Linked DNA regions of Pan troglodytes: all the other regions are linked to region 1. A link is a contact called in public Hi-C and HiChIP or PLAC-seq data. All regions are on one chromosome and are shown on one strand. The core of a region is the stretch at or near the end of the contact, and the rest is flanking DNA. Distances in the headings are between cores, read along the strand shown. Region 1 overlaps ADGRV1 (adhesion G protein-coupled receptor V1). Region 2 has its middle 42 kb from the start of ARRDC3. Region 3 has its middle 100 kb from the start of ARRDC3.

Evidence for each region. Hi-C and Micro-C count contacts between places; a contact is called where the count stands out from the background. HiChIP or PLAC-seq counts read pairs in DNA pulled down with a chosen protein or histone mark.
Region 2: a contact with region 1 is called in a Hi-C map of induced pluripotent stem cells, with 1.8 times the contacts expected there. The contact joins two enhancer-like sites. A contact is called at or near these places in 2 of 7 Hi-C or Micro-C datasets (blood and induced pluripotent stem cells).
Region 3: an H3K4me3 HiChIP or PLAC-seq map of stem cell-derived excitatory neurons shows a contact between it and region 1, with 6 times the contacts expected there. The contact joins two enhancer-like sites. A contact is called at or near these places in 1 of 7 Hi-C or Micro-C datasets (stem cell-derived neural progenitor cells) and 1 of 1 datasets of contacts at active chromatin or transcription factors (stem cell-derived excitatory neurons).

What each region holds. Positions count from the first base shown.
Region 1 is chr4:25,205,633-25,208,619 of NHGRI_mPanTro3-v2.0_pri, reverse strand. The region is part of intron 84 of ADGRV1 (adhesion G protein-coupled receptor V1); the gene reads left to right. Among named protein-coding and RNA genes, the nearest start is that of ADGRV1, 380 kb to the left of the region's middle. Within about 2 kb of position 1,594, at least 7 of the 24 cell types and tissues checked have an H3K27ac peak or open chromatin away from gene starts, as enhancers often do. A contact at or near this core is called in induced pluripotent stem cells, stem cell-derived excitatory neurons and stem cell-derived neural progenitor cells, where this site is marked.
Region 2 is chr4:24,722,364-24,725,350 of NHGRI_mPanTro3-v2.0_pri, reverse strand. No RefSeq gene overlaps it. Among named protein-coding and RNA genes, the nearest start is that of ARRDC3, 42 kb to the left of the region's middle. Within about 2 kb of position 1,525, at least 2 of the 24 cell types and tissues checked have an H3K27ac peak or open chromatin away from gene starts, as enhancers often do. A contact at or near this core is called in induced pluripotent stem cells, where this site is marked.
Region 3 is chr4:24,867,502-24,870,488 of NHGRI_mPanTro3-v2.0_pri, reverse strand. No RefSeq gene overlaps it. Among named protein-coding and RNA genes, the nearest start is that of ARRDC3, 100 kb to the right of the region's middle. Within about 2 kb of position 1,533, at least 22 of the 24 cell types and tissues checked have an H3K27ac peak or open chromatin away from gene starts, as enhancers often do. A contact at or near this core is called in stem cell-derived excitatory neurons and stem cell-derived neural progenitor cells, where this site is marked.

The DNA.
Region 1 (2,987 bases), core at 345-2,844:
TTTAAAACATAATCAAAGAAGGGGTACATATTTAATTAGATACAAGATACAGATTAGAGTTTCTCTCATTAATTAGGTAGCTGTGTGAGAAATCACTCTTAAAAGCAGTTTTAGGGTATTAGTTTTCACTGACTTACACATTTTGTTCTGATCTGCTGCTGTGATTAATGAATTTTTGAGCAATGACGATTAGGTTAATTTGAGTTCATTATTCAAATACCAGCGCCTAACAGATGGAACACTAAACTGAAGGTCAGGAAATGTGAATTCCACTCTAGGCTCACAGCTGACTTTCCATGCAATTTGAATTTCTTCTGCTTTGTGAAGATATTTGTGGATTAATGTTACTGTGAATAAAATGCTCTAAATGACAAGGATATAAAGTACTATGAAAGCAAATGTGGAAAAAATGATAACTTAGGATAAAGAGTCTCTCTTGTTCATCTGGGAATAATATTTAGAATTCATAAACAACCTTTTAGGGGAAAATTTAGATGCTGTACAGGTGGCAGAATTGCTTTTTTTACTTGACTTTAAAATAATAATACGTGATACTTGAATAGTGATTTCCAGGTTTTTAAACACTTTCTTGTCCTACTGTTATGTGAACCTTAGAAAAGCCCTATAAGTTAGACCATTATTCTCTGTGGCCTCATGTGGAAAATAGACAATAATCTGATTTCCTGGAGAGATTAAGAGAGATTAGACATATATATGTTGTCCTTCAAACCTGATGCCATTTTAGAGCTCTCCCTGTAAGAAGATCCTGTCATTCTTACCTAGCCTCATATCTTCACATAGTTCAGAAATAACGTGTTTTCTCAAGCATATAACTTGGTCTTCTTATTTTCCTTAGGCCTTCAAAATGCATTGTCGACTTGTTTTCTTCTGAAGAACTGTTCCTGTAAACAGCTCCTAGCATTTATTGCAGACTAGCAGAGCAGTAAAAGAACTGCAGTTATTTCAGGCTAAGAATCTACCTCCCCTCACTGACTGTCTTTTGAGGACTTGGATATAAATCTGATTCTGTCTTGTAACCAAAATATGAGTTGCTTTGATTTTGTGAAATACAAGAGCACACTCAGTGTTCAAACTATTCCACAAAGAGAAAATATATTATCTGTGTTACTGTCTAGTGTTCACTAAGAATCCAAGCTAAGTCAAAAGGCCAGGTATGGTTGGCATTTACTGTGAATTTATGAATCATCCATGATTTTGTTGCTGCTGCTTCTTATTCCAAACTTGGCCATTGCCAGCAATGGGACTTTATACAGGTGAGTTGGCTGAGTTTCAGTACAATGCTCTGTTTAATTGTAAATATATGTGCACTGGGTATAAATAGGGTGGTATTTTGTACCAGGTATTTTTTTCAGGTAACCAGGTCAATAATAAATTATTGAGTGATATACTGTGATGTTTTTCAGTTTGTGGATTAATTTCACAAACTGCATGGAAGCAAAAAGCCTTGCTCTGTTATAACTCAAACAAAAGCCCACAGAAGGAGAGAAAGGATGCTGCAAAGGCTGGAGCCAGCCAGTTTGAACCGGCACTAGTTAGTAATGACACAGAGAAAAGAGGTGGGACCAGCACAGGAAGGAGGAGCATTCACACTCAGAGGGGAATTACATTCAGCCACTGCCTCATTTCTCAGGTTCACTGTAAAGGCCATTTAGAGGATGTAATTTAACTGTGTGGTTATAGGCCTAATGTTTTCACAAACTTCTTACTCTTCTATGAAGGAGACACAGAAGTAGCTGTTTGTGCTACAGCAGTGCTTTTTGCATTTCCCCTCCTGAGATTTGCTTTTTTCCCCCCTCCCATTTAGAATTGAATGTGGATACTGGTAAAATAGCATCCTTACTTTTGGACATTTCCTGAGAAAAAAATGAAAACAAAACCAGCTTCTAGAGAATTTCTAAGATCATGGCAAGGAAAAGTACTTAAAAAAAAAAGTCTAAGCAGATAACACCATCCAAAGCAAATAAAACTCCTTCAAAACGATATCTAGTTACAATATTGTAGAATGTGCATAAAGAAACTCCATTTGCTCTAAATAAATAGAGACAGGATATCTTTTATAACACCTGGTGAAAATTAAAGTTACAAAAGACTTTCTTAAGTAAAGGCAGTCAAATTGATTAACATTATATGATCAGTCATGTGAATATTTAAAATACAAATAGCCATTTTTTAAAATGAGAATGACTTTTAAGAATGAGTTAAATTGAGTGGGCAAGAAGGTGATTATAGGTCTTCTGGTATCTTTCAAGCTCATCATTCTCAAATCAGTTCTGTCTCATTAATTTCAGGGTTTACTACTACTAGGCAGCAATCCAAAACTATTTAAAACCTGCTGGATGGTTTTCACTCTAGGAGTCACTGCCAACCCCATCCCCCAACCAAAAATACAGGGACTGGAGACAAAACTGGGAGAAATGTTTAACACAAACACTCTGCCATGCAGACATCCTTAGGAATTTGAAGATTCAGCAACTTTAGGGTAGATTCTCACCAGTTGAGTTCAGGTGCATATGAAATGAAACCCACAGCTAAGTTAGGAGTGTATGTTGATGTTTCATTTAGTAGATGCTATCCAGAGTTAACTCATAATATTGTAATGACTTTGGAAGTCAATATGTGATGATACAATTGATTTTAAATTTTCCGTGGTAATTGTAGTCATGAAAAACCTGAATAATCTAATAATCTTATTTTAGACATTGGTTTCAATTTTTCTTCTCACAAAGCCTTATATTGGAGCAATTTGCAAGAAAACCATGTTCTTTATTCCTCCTCACTCTTTGGTAGATACCCATGGGGTAAGGAATTGTCCAGAAATAAGAGGTTGTACAAGAAGCCTATCTTATCTAAACCAAAAGTGAATAATTTGCATTGTTAACTAGCCACTTTTTCTTAGTTGTCGACTCATTGATACCGTACATTGGCCAAATATTTTATGAAAGCTAATCTGTACTGTAGCTTCAGAG
Region 2 (2,987 bases), core at 276-2,775, 480 kb after region 1:
CCTTGACTTCTCAAAGTGTTGGGATTACTGGCATGGTCTACCCCACCTGACCCAAGTAAATTTACAATTTAAAGAAAAGTAGTCTGGGTGCAATGGCTCCCAGTAGTCTAGGAGGCTGAGACAGGAGGATTGCTTGAAGCCAGGAGTTAGGGACCAGCCTGGGCAACATAGCAAGACCCCCATTTCAAAAATAAATAAATCAATAGAATAAGGAAAAAAGTGTGTTTGTTATGCAAACAGCCCAAGACAAAGAAGCCCCAGCTTCCAGCCAGTTCACTGATATCCCTTTATACAATGACATTCTATAGTTGCCTTTTTTTTTCACTGCTCCTTGCAGAGCAGGGCTACCCTATGGGCAGTGTGCCCAGTGTAGTCTGCAGTTGCTTTTTAAGATTGCATTACTTAAACTTCACAGTTAATTTAAGTATGCAAATTAACCCAGTGCACTTGAAAAACTTTGTGATATAGTCATTCTTTTTTTTTTTTTTTGAGACTGAGTCTCGCTCTATTGCCCACGCTGGAGTGCAATAACGTGATCTTGGCTCACTGCAACCTCCACCTTGCGGGTTCAAGTGATTCTTATGCCTCAGCCTCCTGAGTAGCTGGGATTACAGGCACATACCACCATGCCCAGCTAACTTTTTGTATTTTTAGTAGAGATGGGGTTTCACCATGTTGGCCAGGCTTGTCTTGAACTCCTGATCTCAAGTGATCCACCCGCCTCCCAAAGTGTTGGGATTACAGGCGTGAGCCACCATGCCCGGCCTCATTTTTGTTTTAGTAGTCATCAGATATAAGATTACTCTACCTTAAAAGAACAAGTTAATGAGATGAACTCTATCAGCTTTTAAATAAGTCTGAGATAATTTGTACCACTTGGATTTTTGTATACATGTTCATTGCATTTAATAATTCGTCAGTAACTCCAGCATATAGCAGTGAACCAACATGAAAATAAATTATTTTTTGAAACACTAGGGCTATTTTGTGTTCAATTGGTTATTAAATGTTCTCATGTGATATTCTTGCAAATTGAATGTCATCTCCCTTGAGATTTTATAAGTGCTTGGTAAATATCTTCATAGTCTAAAACAGGGATTGGCAAACTGTGGCCTGAAGGCTAAATACAGTCTGTTTTTTGCATGGCTGCAAACTAAGAATAGTGTTTGCATTTTTAAATGGTTGAAAAAAAGTCAAAAGAAGAATAACATCTCATAACACATGAAAATTCTATGAAATTCAAATTTGTGTCTGTAAATACAGTGTTGTTGAGACACAGCCGTGCTCATTTATGTATCGTCTGTGGCTGCTTTTGTGCTGTAACTCCACAGTTGCATAGCTGTGACAGAGACTGTAATGGCCTGCAAAGCCTAACGTATTTACTCTCTTGTCCTTTATAGAAAATGTTTGCTGACCTGTGCTCTGAAATATCTCATATCAGCGACTGTCTGTATGTCCTCAGGTCCTACCCCTGTAGTGCAGTGGTTTTGCTACTGCCTTAGGGCTTTCTTCTGGGCTGAGCACCCTGCCTGTGTTCCCAGCAGGTGGGAAGGGTCCACGAATCAACACTTGTAGGGAGCAGCCCTCAAACCATGAGAGCCAATGGATAAATACGCCAGCTCTCTTGCCCCTAGGTTGGGCATGTTCTACACCAACTTCAAGTCTCCCACAGTGGTAACTGCTTTGATAAAACACACTTCACTGACTTCTCACTCTGCCAGTGTCTCCTTAGATCTCCCAAATCAACAACTTGCAGGGGAATCTTGGTTGCAGAATATGCTGCTAGGGGAAATCCAAACTAAGACAAATGTGGATTATTCTCATATATATTATTTATGGTGTCACTTTGATGTATAAGTTACTCAGGTGTGATGAAAAATTTATAATACCAAACATTTGGGCCATTTTTTTATTACTACTAATGGAAAGACAGATTTTATTAATTGATAGTTTTATTTTGTATGACATTTATTGGCCAAATTTATCCTGAAAAGTGCAGTTTGATAATTTTCTGATATTTTGAACATAAATGCCTATTTCAGGAGAGTGATTCTTGAAGTATTGAATTGATCTTTCATATTGCAAAGTCTTTCTTTCATCTTTTGTAAAATTTATATTTTCTTGTTTTATACTAATAAAGTTTTCTGCTACCTCCTCAGAAAACTTCTGTTCAAATTTTATTTTGCATCAATAATAGATGGAAGCAAACCTATCTAAGAGACAGCCAAGGTAATTTTTTTCATATGATGATTAGCAATAGGTTCAGGATGTTTAAAAATAAGTATTTCAGAATCTGTGGAAATGTTCATATTTTTTCTTTTTATATCCCTCATTTCCCCTGCCTAGTGGTTAAAATCAGTTAAATAGTGTTAGACTACACCTCTGCCATTTATCCTTTGTTCAAGACCTTTGTTTAAGGTATAGGTGTCTATACCTTGAATATAACTTTAATATTACTACTTAAGTTACATCACATATTTTATCCATTTGCTCAGTGAACCTAATACTTGATGTCCCTTGACCATTACAAGGAGTAGAACAGATAATTTCAGAGATTTCATTAAAAAAAAACCCTGAGTAATAAAATATTTGATTTATTTTGGCCACATTAATGTTTTATTGTTTAAACAAATAAATAGACTGCCTCAAATTACTATCAGATTTCTAAGTTTTTACCTTTTCTTTTGGTGTATGGGGATGTAGCATATTGTTTAAAAACTTTGGAGGACAGGTTCAGTGCCTCACACTTGTAATCCCAACACTTTGGGAGGCCAAGGGAGGCAAGGTAGGAGGATCACTTGAACCCAGGAGTTCGAGACCAGCCTGAGAAACATAGTGAGACTCCTATCTCTACAAATAATAATAATAATAATGAAAAAAACCTTAGCCAGGTGTAGTGGTGCATGCCTGTAGTCCCAGCTATTCAGGAGGTTGGGGTGAGAGGATCACTTGAGCCTGGGAGGTTGAGGCTTCAGTGAGCCTTGATC
Region 3 (2,987 bases), core at 284-2,783, 340 kb after region 1:
TGAGCCCAGGAGTTCGAGGCCAGCCTGGGCAACACAGAAAGACTCTCTCTTTAAAGAAAAAAAAAAAAAAAAAGAAAAGAAATTTGTCTATATAAATATACAGTTAAAGCAAACAATATAATATATAAAACCAAATTTGGAAATATTTTTTCCTTCCATCAAAACTTAAACATCAATTTTAGAACACAGTGTTCTATATCGTAAGGAGTCCTAGAGTCTACCCAGTATAATGTCTCACATCCTCGCCCTCTTGCTATAGTTGTCAAACCTAAATGTACCTAAGAATCACTGATAGGTAGTTGGTTAATACGATGGATTATTTCTAGGCCCCGACCTCAGACAGGTGCCTCCATGCCCCCACCCAGCCAGGACATTCCGAGTCTGTAATTTGAAGTGAGCTTCAAGAATCTGCATTTTTACCGCGGCGCTTTTGATGCAGGCGGTCCACGGTAAAGTTAGAGAAATGCTGCCCTGCTGCCGCGCTGCAGATTGAACTCTGGGGAAGAAGAAATGAGCACGACCGCTCCTGAGGTCCATCTAAACCGGTCCATTTAGATGGACAGGTTTTAGCAGTCCATCTAAATCTGTCTCAGGAGCTTTCTTTCTTTTCTTTTCTTTTCTTTTCTTTTTTTTTTTTTTTTTTTGAGACGGAGTCTCGCTCTGTCGCCCAGGCTGGAGTGCAGTGGCGCGATCTCGGCTCACTGCAAGCTCCGCCTCCCAGGTTCACGCCATTCTCCTGCCTCAGCCTCCCGAGTAGCTGGGACTACAAGCGCCCACAACTACGCCCGGCTAATTTTTTGTATTTTTTAGTAGAGACGGTGTTTCACCGTGTTAGCCAGGATGGTCTCGATCTCCTGACCTCGTGATCCGCCCGCCTCGGCCTCCCAGAGTGATGGGATTACAGGCGTGAGCCACCGCGCCCGGCCTGTCTCAGGAACTTTCAAAGGGGAGTGGCAGACAGAAAATGAGCACGGTATCTAATCAGCAAGTAGGATGGCAAATAAGAACGCCTTTATGAAGGCCCCAGTTTTTACAGTAAGTCCCTCACTGCCCGCACACAACGATGCCAAGTTCCAACCTGATTTGCGTCACCACAATTGTGGGTTTGCGCCAAGGTTAGTTATCAAGCGTAGTGAGAGGATAAATTCACAAAATGAGGGACAAAAATAAGACGAGAGCTGGGTACAACGGAAGTGAAACCTGGGTGGAGGTCACCTCCAAATCACAGTGGAAGGACGATGTCAGGAATTGTCCCAACACGCTTTTGATGAAAGAATTTGATTAGTGGACTATTGCACTCTTAAAGGCAAAGAAAACAAAGCACGGCAGTGCCCCGCTCGGTCGGGATTCAAAAGCAGTGAAAGCTGGCTTGCTCTGTTTAAAGCGACAGGACTGCTCTGCTGTGCAGGAAAGACTAAGGAGGCAGCGGTATCTGCGAAGTCCTGCGAGCTCCCGGCGACAGGAGTAGCGCGAGCAGCTGACGGGGGAAATCCACTGGCAGCGAGTCCGATGAGTCAGCGCTGAGTCACGCTCGGCGCTACGTGCCGGCCTGGGCGGCCGCAGCCCGGGGCCCGCAGCCGCGGAGTCAGCAGAGATCCGCCGCTTCCTGGAAGACCCTCCCTGCGCCTGAGGGAGGGGGCGGCGTCGCCTCCTCGCGCCGCCAAGGCCCCCTGCAGTCACACACTCGCCCGCACGCACGACCTCCTCGCTCCATCCTGGGGACATCCAGGATTCACCCCCGAGGGGAAGAGTCCCATGTGACAAATGGTTAGAGCTTGGGCGGATGCTTTCATCCCATGTGTTTCCTCAAAGCTGAGATTCCAGCGCTCTTGCTTTTTTTCGTGTTGTTGTTAGGTTTTTAACTTTTTTTCCCCTGTTTCCTGGCAGAGGATTAACACGCTGATCTTTTTATAGTTTCCAATATTTTAAATGAAGCACCAGAAGAATGGATTAATAAAACGTGTTGAAACTTAAGCATCAAATCGTCACACTGCTCTGGGTTCTAAAATGACTAGAAAGTGACTGCGCTAGAAGCTTTGAATGTTGGGTAACTGGGAAGGATTAACTCGGTTCTGATGTGCCCTTTGTTAATGAAAAGCAAATCTTTGCTATTTGTCCAACCACCCTTATAATAACTAAATTTGTCTAAAGACTGGAGACATGTTTGGTAATAATTAGATATGGAGTCACCAAAGAACAGGGTAGCCATGCCTTTGTGTTTTCTGTGCCTTAACTAACATTCTGTTGTCCTAATGTGCACATGATACATTGTTGGTTTTAAAAAATATTATGGCAATGTTTATATCCATGCTGAGAGTTAATAGCAGGTATTGTGTCATGAAGTGCAGCTAGTCAGTGAGATAGTCCTGATACAGGTGGGGTAATTATTATTTAGGGACAATTTGCGGCTGTTTTTCAAGGCAGACTGGGTCTTTAGAAGTTGTGCCAGCTGTTACCGGTGGTTCTGCTTCATTGGGAGAATTATTTCCCTCCTTATCCCTGTGTACGTGTGAAATGATGCAAAACAATAGAGTGTTCGTGTAGTTTGACTGCTTTTCTTGCAGGCAAGGAGACTGAAGTAATTAGAGGTTGAACTGACTCACCAAGGTTACTGGAGAAGCATGACTACCCAATTTTGTAAAGGAGAGAAAAGCCCCAAACAAATACAAATAGGAAACATGAAAATACGAGAGAGGATCAGAGCCCAAGAAAGCAAAATGAGTAATATGGACCAGAAATGGAATCTCATATACTTGAACTAGTTGTAATGGGAGGTATACTTAATGCACTAGCCTTAAAAAAAAAAAGTCAAATTATTGCATAAAAATTTAAGATTTTAAGTAATTACATACATCATTTGATGTTTTAAAAACTGTGCCTGATCCTGATTCATTATTCTTAGCATATCCATATGGATATTGCCTTGGCATTTACTAAGTCAGACTTCAGTTCAAAACCCAAGTTCATCTTATGACGGTGTGAACTTG